Regions from separate parts of the Mus musculus genome. Here all the other regions are linked to region 3. The links are chromatin contacts, called in public promoter capture Hi-C maps. All regions are on one chromosome and are shown on one strand. The core of a region is the stretch at or near the end of the contact, and the rest is flanking DNA. Distances in the headings are between cores, read along the strand shown. Region 1 holds the start of Pgap2 (post-GPI attachment to proteins 2). Region 2 has its middle 8.9 kb from the start of Folr2. Region 3 holds the start of Il18bp (interleukin 18 binding protein).

Region 1 (4,015 bases), core at 240-2,739, 200 kb before region 3:
GATCTCAGGCTGGCCTCCTAGCATTCCAGAAACAGGTGGGTACACCTCCACATTTTCCTCTGCCTTTCCACCTACCTCTCTGCCAAGTAGCCCGACCCAAGTTCTCAAGTTCTTCCTCCCCTTTGGGGCAATAAATATTTGGTCAAGCATCTCCCTGGGAAGTTGGAAGTGGCATTGATGACCCTCCCAGATCTCACCCATTCTCTAGATAGGGCCCTACACAAGAGCACTGTGGCCAGCCAGCCCACACCTAGACTCTCTGAAGTAGATTTAACCCAATCCTCCTCCTAATGGTCCTCCCCAAAGCCAGCTGCTCTGTATCCGTGAACCACTGGGATCCTCTAACTGAAGACCAGATCGTCAGCTTGAAAGAACCTTACCCTGGACCTTACCCCATGCAGGGTCAATGGGGGGCAGGGGGTGGCATTCAAGGACAGTGTCAGAAACAAACAGAAAAGATAGCTGCTTCTACTTCTTGGCAGTGTGCCTGGCCTCCCTTTTACATGTATGACCTTGGACAAGTCACCTAACCATCCTGGGCCTGTTTCAAATTGTAAAAGAGGAAATCACATGGTCTAGATTACTTGGAAGGCCTCTCCACCATGGCCACTGCTTGATAGCTCAGTTTGAGGAGCCCACTACCTTAAGTTCTGCTCCTAGGCAACCTAGGAGTTCTTCATTGGCACTACTTAGTTGATTTCATTTTATTTTAGTTTGTGTGTGCACGTGTTTATGTACACTCTTCCAGAGAAAAGATCTTACTGTGTAGTCCAGGCTTGCTGGAAACTCCCAATCCTTCTGTCCTTGCCTCCCTGTTACTAAGATTACAAGGCTCTGAAAACTGTTTTTGTAGAAGTACCACCACTTCATATCCAAAGTCCCTAAAGATCTCACTACCACACTCCTGTCAGAATCTACATTCTGAGCTCAGTACTTGATATACAATATCTCTTTTAGTTCTATTTATTTTAGGAGACGGTGTTGTCCTCCGGGTTCCCATTTCATAGAAAAAGAAAGTAAGTCCCAGGGTAGTTTAAAAAAAAAAAAAAAAAAAAAAAAAACCACTTACTCAAAGCCACAAGCTAGTAACTGGCAGAGCTGGGATTCAAAACTAGTCTGAGATTCCAGGGCTCCCCCACGCCTCCATCTGCAGTGCCTGGAGGAATCTCGAGCAAAAGGCCCTGCGGAATAAATGAGGCAGTCTTTAAACCCAGCACACCTAGCCCTGCCACCGAGTGGACAAAAGCAAGACAGTTCAGCACCTGGATGCCTGCAGTTCCCGGGGTTCTGAGTGTGGGCACAGGCAGGTAGGCGCCTAGACCGCAGGCCTGCGGAGGCCGGACCTCGTGGCGGGGCTCCCGAAGTGGCGTTACCCTGTGGTCCAAACTGGCCATTCCCTCCTTACTCACCCAAGTACTGGTGGATAGGGGGCCGTACCCCGTAGCCAGGGGCGCGGAACCGGGAGCCCCAGCCCGGCCCGGGGGCGAGTGGAAGGGGGCGGGTCGCAGCAGCAACGGCGTGAGGCGGGGCCAGCGCTCTGGGGTGGGTCTTAAAGAGGAAACTGGTCCCGTTTCAACACTTGCTCCTCCCCATTTTGGGGTCCGGGACTCCAGTCTTTCTTTATAATCTACTGTCTCCTCAAGCCAAGCTTCCCTAGTAGTTCGGCTCTGTCCCCATTATTTTTGAGTACGTGAGAGCAGTCAGAGGGCCCAGGACACATGGTTTTGAAATGTTGAATAAGTCACCTTGTCATCTTACCTGTGGCTGCATGCCATCACCTGTTGAAAGAATGTAAAATTAATTCAATGGGGCCCAAATTCTTTCATTACCTGACCCGATTCTCCAGTCCTCTACCCTCATTCTAATCGAATTATCCAGCTTTGCACTTCTGAAATATTAAGCCAAATTTGCCCCAGCCGTGGCTATTTTCCCTCAAACTTTATTCCCTATGACCGGCTACAGCATCCAACAAAAGGAGCTGAAAAATAAAATAAAATAAAAATAAACCAAAAGCCACATTGCAGATAGATCATCTACGCCCATCTCAGAAACTAAGGGCCAAAGCTGTTCTCACCTTTTATCAGAAGAGGGAGCCCTATGCTGTCCGACATCACTGGCGCACGCGAGGGAGGAGGAGGAAGGGGCGGGGGGAGGGGGGGACGGGACGTTCAGCCAGATCCAGCTTAAGGGTTCTTCACGGAAAAGGAGGAAGAAGAGAAGGAGGGGCAGGGAGAGGAGGGGGGGGAGGAGGAGGGGGAGAGGAGGAGGAGGAGGAGGGGGAGGAGGAGGAAGAGGAGGAGGAAGAGGAAGAGGAGAAGAAACCAGGTCCAGGTGTTCTTTTCCCACTTTGGCCTGGCCTAGACTGATAGTTTTTGAAAAAACTATCCTACCCAAAATAGGAAGGAGGGTGAGGGGATCAACAATTTCCTACAGACATCTTGAGGATTGTCAGGACCAACTGTAGCAGTAGTGGGACTTCTGAGTCAGACAGTTATCACCGTTTAAATCCTACTTAAAATCACATCCTAGGCACATTGCTACTTTGCATTTAACTCATTTAATCCTCATAAAAATAAAGTGGATCTTTTTTTTTTTTTTTTTAACTGAGTCCCCTATGGGTGAGGTGACTTGTTCAGTGAGACCTCTGGGTGGATGAGATAGCTCAGTGGCTAATGGTACTTGCTACCCAGGCCTATAACCGAGTTCAGTCCTTGGAAACAGCAGAATGGAAAGAGAGAACTACCTCCCACAAGTTGTCCTCTAATCTCCATCAGCATTCCCACATTGCAAAGTAAAAAATAGTATCCTCCTCCCTTCAAAAAGCAGGCAAGAGCTGGGCAGTGGTGGTGCATGCCTTTAATCCCAGCACTTGGGAGGCAGAGGCAGGCGCATTTCTGAGTTCGAGGCCAGCCTGGTCTACAGAGTGAGTTCCAGGGCAGCCAGGACTACACAGAGAAACCCTGTCTTGAAAAGTCAAAAAAAAAAAAAAAAAAAAAAAAAAGTAGGCAAGAATCTCACATAGCCCACACAGGCCTCAAACCTGTTATGTAGTCAAACCTCCACTTCTTAGTGTAGGACTACATGTATGTCTCACCAATCCATGGGCTATGGATGGCTGGAAGTTATTGGTGCATGCTGAGCAAGCACTCTACCAACTAAGCCAAATCCCTCACCAAGGTAGAATCGAATAATATCCCCATTTTTTGTTTTTTGTTTTTTGTTTTTGTTTTTGTTTTTTTGAGACATTGTTTCTCTGTGTAGCCCTGGCTGTCCTGGAACTCACTCTGTAGACCAGGCTGGCCTCGAACTCAGAAATCTGCCTGCCTCTGCCTCCCAAGTGCTGGAATTAAAGGCGTGCGCCACCACACCCAGCTTAATATCCCCATTTTACCAAGTAGTAAAGTCTCTAGAGAAGGCACATTACTTACTCGTGTGTCTGAAGTCATCCCAATAATCACTCTATATAAAGTCAACCCCACGGAATAGCTATAATTGCCACACTGGAGAATGGGAAAGAGAGGTTCAACCATGCTGATTAACTTGCAAGAGCTCTTTTCCCTGGATTTAGGCTTGTTGGTTTACTCATCGTAGGTCCTCTCTGAGACAGGTGCAGGCAGAGCGACGATGGGGGTGATCCAGAGAGGTGCATCTCAGACTCACTCTCTGGGGCTCCAATTCTAGAGAAAAGGTGGTTTACTATAAACAGCTATTTTTCTTTTTTTTTCTTTATTTCAATCTGTAATTCCCCCCCCCCAAAAGACAGGGTTTCTTTGTGCAGCCTTGGCTGTCCTGGAACTTGCTCTAAAGGATAGATCTGGCCTGGAACTCACAAAACTCTGCCTCCCCTGCCTCCCAAGTACTGGGATTAAAGGCATGCTCCACCACTGTCTTACTTGTGATTTTTTAATATTGTTTGGGCAGCAGGGCCCATGTGTGGAGATCACAGGTTATTCTTAGAGAGTCAGCTCTCTTCCTTCACTATATAGGTCCTTGGGATCAAATTTATACTGTTAAG
Region 2 (3,938 bases), core at 972-3,471, 160 kb after region 3:
CCCAACCCCCAGAGGCTTCTCCCTATATAATCCAGACATTTTGGTCTCTCTCTGTGCAAGAGTGTCCTTTCTCTCTCTCCCCCGCCCACTTTCCCCTTGGCAACTTCCCTGGCCTCAGTCCTTGGGGCTAGTGAACCACCTAAGAGCAGCTTCCCCAAAAAACTTGCCTTTAAGTCTAATCTAATCTAATTTGAATTGGCTCATTTCAATGACAGTGGAGAAATAACCTATCAACTTCTTGATTAAGATATTATTTTTGCTGTGGATTGTTAGGGACCTTCTGCTACTTAGTTCAGATCCCAGGGTGAGAGACAAGGTGTTCTACAGGCGGAGGGAGAGTGATTCTATCTTATCACACACTCCAGGAGATAAAAGACCTTGAATTCTGTACAATCCCTACACACTTCTACCCATCTGTTGTTTCATTTGGTTGGCCTAATGAAATCATGACCAAGTCGAAAATTCAGAAGTCCAGAAAATATCCTAATCCTATTTCATGTTCCAGAAGGAGCAGAATCACCAGGTCTGTCAAACAACCTATGGACACTACAAAGACCTTCCTATCTTATAACCAGTTCATGCTTCTGGAAGAGTGTGTTAGTCTCTTTGTGACAACATAACAGAGAACAGCTTATGAGAAGACAATGTATTCTGCCTCATAGCTGAGGTAGTTCCACTGTTTCTGGGCCTGTGCTGAGGCAGAACATCAGGGCAGGAGAAACATGTCCCAGAAGAAGTGAATCACTGTGAATTATGGTGGCCAGGAAATACAGAGCAAGTGACTGGATCCTTCAGGGTGCACCCCAGTGACCTGCTCTCAACTAACTGAAGTCTCACAATCTTCCTTTCTGTTGCCTCCTAAAAGAGACATTGGGTTATTCATTTTCCAGTTTTTGGTTTTTTTTGTTTTTGTTTTTGTTTTTTAATTTTGAGACAGACTCTCACTCTGTAGTTCAAGCTGTCCTAAAACCCACATGTAGCACAGGTTGGCCTTTAACTCATGACCGTCCTCCCTCAGCCTCCCAAGTACTGAGATTCCAGGTGCGAGCCACCGTGTCCAGCTTGCTGTCTTATTATTAATCTATCAGTGGATGAGTTCATTGATTAGGTCAGAGCCATCATGGTCTAATCCTTCCTCAGTAGAACTAACAGAAGTCCAAGTTTTCAACACGATTATTTTCTTCTTTTTTAAATTAACTTTTATTTATTTGAGAGAAAGGCTTACTATATAAGCCGGCTTGTATGCAGGCCAAACTAGTCTCAAATTCATAAAAATATCTGCCTGCCTCTGCCTCGTAGGTGCTGGCATTAAAACTTGCACCACTACACGTGGACCAATTAGTTTATTATTTATGTGTGTATGTATGACCGTGGATGAATTTATGTGCACCATGTGAGTGCAGGCGACCAGACGAGAGGTCAGCTGCCCTGGAACTGAAGTCACAGCCGGTTGTGATCTGTCAAGGGATGAGATGCTAGGAACCACACTCCAGTCCCCTGAAAGAGCAGGGATAATTTTAACCAGCCAGTCATCTCTCCAGCCCCAAATTACTCATGTGACTTGCCAGTGGGATCCCAAGGAGAAGGGTTAGCTCGGTGAACCTGTATACATGACTATATCAACATGTTTTAAAAGCAGAGTAATCCCCTGGTAACCACCCTAGTCCTGTAACAAGCCTAGAAAATAGCACTGGAACGATGGAGGCAGTCTAATCTCTGAGTTTGAGACCCTTTAGCAAGTTCAAGGTCAGCCAGAGCAATATAATGAGATCCTGTCTTAAAAAAATAAGAACGAGGCCTTGGTGGGGGAAAAAAAAGAGGGGCAGAGTGGCAATTGGTCCAATTGGTCCGGGAGGAACTGTGTTCTCAGAGTAGGCTGTAGACAGATCCAGTTGAGATGTTTAGGGGAGTTGCCCACTGACCAAGGACTTTTAAAAGAGATTGTTTATTCCAGCTGGCACAAGTATAGCCTGCTAAATTAAGGGTTATAGACTAGAGCCAGGGGAAAAAAAAAGACTATCATATGACTAATCAAAAAAAAACCATAAATATGAAGTACATTACCCAAAATAACAAGATGATAACCACAATCTCATCTCTCTCATTAAGTTGACTCATTCCTTTAAAATTATTTCTTGGGTAAGCATCTAAGCATCCCTCTCCATGTCTTCTGCCTAGAGGCTGGAAAATTTCTGAAAACTCAAATCTCAGGCCTCAAAGAGTTTGATTCATCCAAGTGTTAGTTTAAGGCAGTGATGTCAGTTGCATGAGTCTGTTTCCTGTCAGTAAGCTGTGGGAGGAATCTTTAGATAGACTGGAGGAGAGACGAGAAACCACCTATTGATAAATTCCAATATCAGAGCGAAAAGAGGCCAGATAGTGGTGGCTCATGCCTTTAACTCCAGCTCTCTGGAGGCAGAATCAGGTAGATCTCTGAGAGTTTGAGGCTAGCCTGGTCTATAGAATGAGTTTTAGGACAGCCAGGGCTACACAGAGAAATCCTCTCTTGAAAAACAAAACAAAACAAAAAAAAGAGGAAGAAGACTTCTCATCCAGTTTAACAAACTTATTATTACATTCTTCTCTTCCCTTCCCTTCCCTTCCCTTTCCTTTCCTTTCCTTTCCTTTCCTTTCCTTTCCTTTCCTTTCCTTTCCTTTCCTTCCCTTCCCTTCCCTTCCCTTCCCTTCCCTTCCCTTTTCTTTTCTTTTCTTTTCTTTTCTCTTCTTTTCTTTTCTCCATAGACCAAGTCTTGATTTTTTTTTTTTCAAGACAGGGTTTCTCTGTGTAGCCTTGGCTGTCCTGGAACTCACTTTGTAGACCAGGCTGGCCTCGAACTCAGAGATCCGCCTGCCTCTGCCTCCCAAGTGCTGGGATTAAAGGCATGTGCCACCACGCCCGGCAAGTCTTGATTTTTATTACTTAAAAATGCTGCATATTTCTTTTGCTTTCTGACTCTGAGCTTGTGCCTTCAACACTTTCACAACGATTTTCTGCTCCTCAATAAGGAAAGCCCACTTGATGCTGTCACGGACACACTTGTCACACATGGACCAGCCATAGGCCCTGTTGACACACTTCTTTGTCTTAGACCAGCTTATGAGGACTTTGGGCCTCACAGCACGAACCCCTCACAGTCTGCCTGGGCACACACTGCATGTGGATTTAGCTGCTTTCTCAGCTTTTTGGGGTAAAGGTCAACCATCCAGCCTAGTTTTGTTAGAGGCTGTACAGTAGGAAAGCCTACAGCGGTACGTCACAGGTAGGACTGACTAGCCTGAAGACTTCTGAGCACCATCCCCGGAAACTTACTACTACATTCTTTTGTTTGTTTAAAAATATTTTAAAGATTTGTTTATTTAATGTATATGAGTATAGTGTCTGTATTTAGACACACCAGAAGAGGGCACTGGATCCCATTACAGATGGTTGTGAGCCACCATGTGGTTGCTGGGATTTGAACTCAGGACGTCTGGAAGAGCAGTCAGTGCTCTTAACCACTGAGCCATTTCTCCAGCTCCCTTATTATTACTTTGTTGTTGTTGTTTTGTTTATTTGTTTTTTGTTTTTCGAGACAGGGTTTCTCTGTGTAGCTCTGGCTGTCCTAGAATTTACTCTGTAGACCAGGCTGGCCTCGAACTCAGAAATCCACCTGCCTCTGCCTCCCAAGTGCTGGGATTAAAGGGAGCACCCCTGTTTTTGTTTGTTTGTTTTGAGATGGGGGTTCTCTGTAGCCCTGGCTGTCATGGGACTTACTGTGTAGACTCACAGAGATCCAGCTATCTCTGCTTCCTGAGTGCTGGGATTAAAGGTGTGTGCCACTACACCCAGCTGTATATAATTGAGTGATAGAACTTTAACATACATAAATCTTTGAGCTCAATCCCAAGCAAAACAAACACACAAATAAACAGTTGTCACTTCTAAAAAAGTGGGGAGC
Region 3 (3,837 bases), core at 574-3,073:
GGCGTCTTCTCACCTCTGGCTGAGAGCACTGGTGGGTTTGCAGGAGGCTGGGTGCTTCAGCCTACCCTTCCCCTTCCCCTCCCTTCCCTCTGCAAGGCTCAAGCCTGGTTTGCACTCAGTGTAGAAGAGCTCAGACGGGTGCCAGATTAGCACTGAGCGGTAAAGGGTCTCTTCATCTCTGGACATGATGGGTGTTGTGTATGACTCTGTTGCCTTTTTGTCTGGAAACTAAAGGCTGGGGGTGGCAAAATCAATGACTTTTCTAACTAGGGAAGCCCTGTGGCCTCCAAATTCACTGACATGTTTTGGAACAGCTAGAAATATGAGCAGCATGGATAACCTGCCCCTGAGCAGGGCCATTGCCAGGCAGAGTATAAAAGCAATCTATATATCATTAAGCTGTGGAAGCTACATTGGCAGCAGCGAATGTTGCAGCTTCTTGTGCAAGTACACCCTTCATGGAAGTGTTGACATGTGCCAAAGGGTACTCTGCACATCACTTCCTTCCTGAAAGCCTAAGAGTGTGTATGTTTGTGTATGCACAGAGCAGACAGACTAATGGATCTCTGTTTTCTGCCAGTCATCAGTGTGCCCTTGAAGCTAAGAGGGGATTCCAGCCCAGGAAACGTCCCTAGGTAGGCTTGGTCATTTGTGGGTTTTTCCCAGGCCTGACGTTAAGAATGGTGAGTGCATAGGCAGAATGAGGCCTGAATAAAGATGGGCTCTGAAAGGGGACTTCTGAGCAGGCCTAACTGTAGTCCTGGAAGTCTGAAGAAAGGGGGAGGGCATCATGGGTCAGCAGCACTGGGTGTCTAGAGAAATTTGGCCTGGCCCATTTGAAGGCAACAAGAACCAAACAGGATCTTGTCATCACATCTGAATAAAGCTCCATGAGCTGGCTGCAAAGCTGGACACGCATTTGCCTTTTTTTTTTTGCCACCTCTTTCCCGGGCCCCCTGGGGTATCTTGGCTTCTTGCATCCCACCTGAGAGCCGGAACCTGGAGCCATTGGTCCTGCCTTCTCACCCATCCTCCCTCTGTGAGAGTGTGTGTGTGTGTGTGTGTGTCTCCTGTCCTACGGCATCAGGGGCCCTGAGGCCTTCACCCCCAGTCTGAGACTAGTACCCTGATACCCCCACAACTCAGCCTGTTCTCTTACTCAGCTGTGGCTTCCTTTTTCCCTCCATCCTCAGAGGAATGAGAGCTGAGCAGAAGGCCAAGAGACAGGCTACTCTTCCTTTGGTATTTGTCCTCCCCTCTCCCTAAGGTGAAGGCTACGTCTATGTTTTACCTTTAGTCTTGTAAGGTACAGTGCAGTTCCTCGTCCTGCACCCCTACCCAAACCCCAGTGGAATGAGAAATCCCCCAATGGCTGTGTGTGGATGCACAACTTCTGGACCTAACTCCTAGAGATCCTGGATTCTGAGGGAGTTTTGCCCTGAATTCAGCAACCTAGGTGGTAGAGGGTAGGTGGACTGCTCAAAAGAAATGTGACTGTGCCACATAGAAGACAGCTTTTAGCCTCCTGCATCTGAACCAGGTATGAATCTATTCCCACAGGTCCTTCCAACCTGCTCCATCCCACTTGTCACCAGTTCTACCCTCTGGTGACAGAATCACAGACCTAAGAGCACAGCACTTTGCCCCAAGTGTGCGCATTGGTCGTTCTGCCCCAAGAGGTTCTGGCACATGCAGGGAGCATGGCTTCAGGGTTTTGTTTGATTCTAATTTTGTTCTTTCCAAGTACCAGTCTCTGAGCTACTGGAGCCAGTGTTGCGGAAGTGCCTTCCTGGCTATTTGGGGTCAGCTCTCGCTTGGCTGGGAGTTTTGTACACGAGCCAGGCAGGGAAGTTGCTCCTTCCTGTGGTGAGATTTTCTTGGGGCCAGGCAGCTATCCTGGCTGAGCCTTAGAGCTCCAAGAAGCTATTCGGGGCTTAGGAGCCAGGTAGGAAGATCTAAATTTACTGAAAACGAACCTGTACAAGTGGCTGTGGCTGTGTGTGAAGGCTGGTGTTAAGTGATACACCTGACCTTGGGGTGAGGGATGGGAGTGGGGGAGCTTGAGAGAAACTACGATATTAATGGGCCAGTGAGGCACTGAATGTAAAAAGGTCAGTGGTTCAATTTGGGGTTCCCAGTACTAATAAATACTGCCTCCTTGGAGTTTGTTCTGGAGAAAGGAAAGTTGGCTGTGAAGGGTGGAAGGGGCAAGACAGGTACAGACCTGTGAGAGACTCATCTTTCTCACCCCTTCGCTAACCTTAGAGAGAGGGGTGAGGTAGATAGAGGATTCCTGTGAGTTTGGAGAGGGGCCCATTCGGAACAGCCTGCTTTCGATTGGGATTCCTAGCTAAGAAAGTGAAAGTGAAAATAGGTGCTCGATTTCCTAGAAGCTGACTGCTGCCTGCCCTTCCCAGAAGGAGGCTGGCAAGCTGGCAAACGGACTGTTGCTTCCCAGGTAAGTCCCTGGCTTTTAGTACTTTCTCTCCTTCCTAAGGGGGTATAAGTTATATAAGTGCTGTTTGGAGCTGGTATGAGAGAAAATTGTTACTATTAACACCAGCAGTGCCTTAAGTGTGGATAGCCCAGCTGGTGGCTACAGGTCTGCCCTCTAAACTACCAGCTCAAATGGGTGTCAGTAACACTGCCTGAGGGAAAGAACACAGATGTAGGGCTAGCTGACTTTTACTTATTTTTTTCCAGAGGAAGTCACAGACACCAGACTTGCTTGCAAGTCATCATGACCATGAGACACTGCTGGACAGCAGGTGGGACATTAGGCTTTGTGGCTCTTAAAGGAATGGAGCTATGTGGCTAACTCTGCTACCCAACACCCCCCACCCCAAGGAAGTTCCATCCAATTCTTCCATTGCTGTAAGCGCCTATGTAGCTACTTTGGTTCTGGCTCCATTTCAAGGCTCCTTTGCACTACATTCAGCAGAGCCGAGGGGTGGGGGCTAAACGGTCTCCACCCACTCAGGTTCCTGGTGAGAACCTAGGAGTATCTGGGTCGAGGTCTGTTCCTACCCAGGTAGCAGCTTGTCCCCAACTAAGATGGGTGCTAGAAAGCTGAGCTTCAGTTTTATTTACAGCTGTAACTGTTTGTTCCTCAGGCCCCAGTTCTTGGTGGGTCCTGCTTTTGTATGTCCATGTCATTTTGGCCAGAGCCACATCTGCACCTCAGACAACTGCCACTGTCTTAACTGGAAGCTCAAAAGACCCATGCTCTTCCTGGTCTCCAGCAGTCCCAACTAAGCAGTACCCAGCACTGGATGTGATTTGGCCAGAAAAAGAAGTGCCACTGAGTAAGCAACAAGTATGGGAGCCCAAGAGGATACAGTTGCCAGAAGCAGGCTGTGAATACAGAGTTGGGGGGTGGGGGTTTGACTTGGGAGTGTTACTTCCAACCTGCCAAGAAGCACCAGGCCAGACCAACTTGTCTCTGTGTTCACCATTCTACTGCCCAGCTTCCCAGATGGTTCCTATAGAAGAGAACTCAGACATAGGCAATGTAGAACCTCACAGGGCCTAGGTTGCAATTTTCCTATGTAGGTAGGACACAGGTCTTATGTTTCTGATTTATGACTAAGTGGAGCTTGGCAGGATAGGGGCCTCTGTTTTATAGAATAACTAACAGTCAAATGTGCTCCTAGATGGAACTCTGACCTTGTCCTGTACTGCCTGCAGCCGCTTCCCCTACTTCAGCATCCTCTACTGGCTGGGCAATGGTTCCTTCATTGAGCACCTCCCAGGCCGGCTGAAGGAGGGCCACACAAGGTAAGGGACCTAGCAGTGGGGCTACAAGAAAGACCTTCCTCCTCCCCAACTCCGGCAACC

What was found. Promoter capture Hi-C pulls out the DNA fragments that hold promoters and counts their contacts.
Region 1: a contact with region 3 is called in a promoter capture Hi-C map of liver, with 2.1 times the contacts expected there. The contact joins the promoter of Pgap2 here to the promoter of Il18bp in region 3. A contact is called at or near these places in 3 of 39 promoter capture datasets (cranial neural crest, liver and neutrophils), 1 of 115 datasets of contacts at active chromatin or transcription factors (effector CD8 T cells) and 1 of 9 other capture datasets (adipose tissue).
Region 2: a promoter capture Hi-C map of liver shows a contact between it and region 3, with 2.3 times the contacts expected there. The contact joins the enhancer-like site here to the promoter of Il18bp in region 3. A contact is called at or near these places in 6 of 39 promoter capture datasets (the 3T3-L1 cell line, 3T3-L1-derived adipocytes, the HPC-7 cell line and 3 more), 1 of 115 datasets of contacts at active chromatin or transcription factors (embryonic stem cells) and 3 of 9 other capture datasets (adipose tissue, liver and pancreatic islet).

What each region holds. Positions count from the first base shown.
Region 1 is chr7:102,220,545-102,224,559 of GRCm38.p6, reverse strand. It overlaps Pgap2 (post-GPI attachment to proteins 2), which reads right to left and starts at 1,489. Exons shown (of 7, transcript NM_001382592.1): 1 at 1,410-1,489; 2 at 1,070-1,181.
Region 2 is chr7:101,852,279-101,856,216 of GRCm38.p6, reverse strand. It overlaps a transcript of Folr2 not described here. Among named protein-coding and RNA genes, the nearest start is that of Folr2, 8.9 kb to the right of the region's middle. Within about 2 kb of position 2,221, at least 37 of the 459 cell types and tissues checked have an H3K27ac peak or open chromatin away from gene starts, as enhancers often do.
Region 3 is chr7:102,016,218-102,020,054 of GRCm38.p6, reverse strand. Il18bp (interleukin 18 binding protein) reads left to right here and starts at 1,823. Exons shown (of 7, transcript NM_010531.2): 1 at 1,823-1,945; 2 at 2,391-2,458; 3 at 2,704-2,768; 4 at 3,114-3,305; 5 at 3,654-3,777. The coding sequence starts at 2,741. It overlaps Rnf121 (ring finger protein 121), which reads left to right. Exons shown (of 9, transcript NM_029211.3): 9 at 1-918.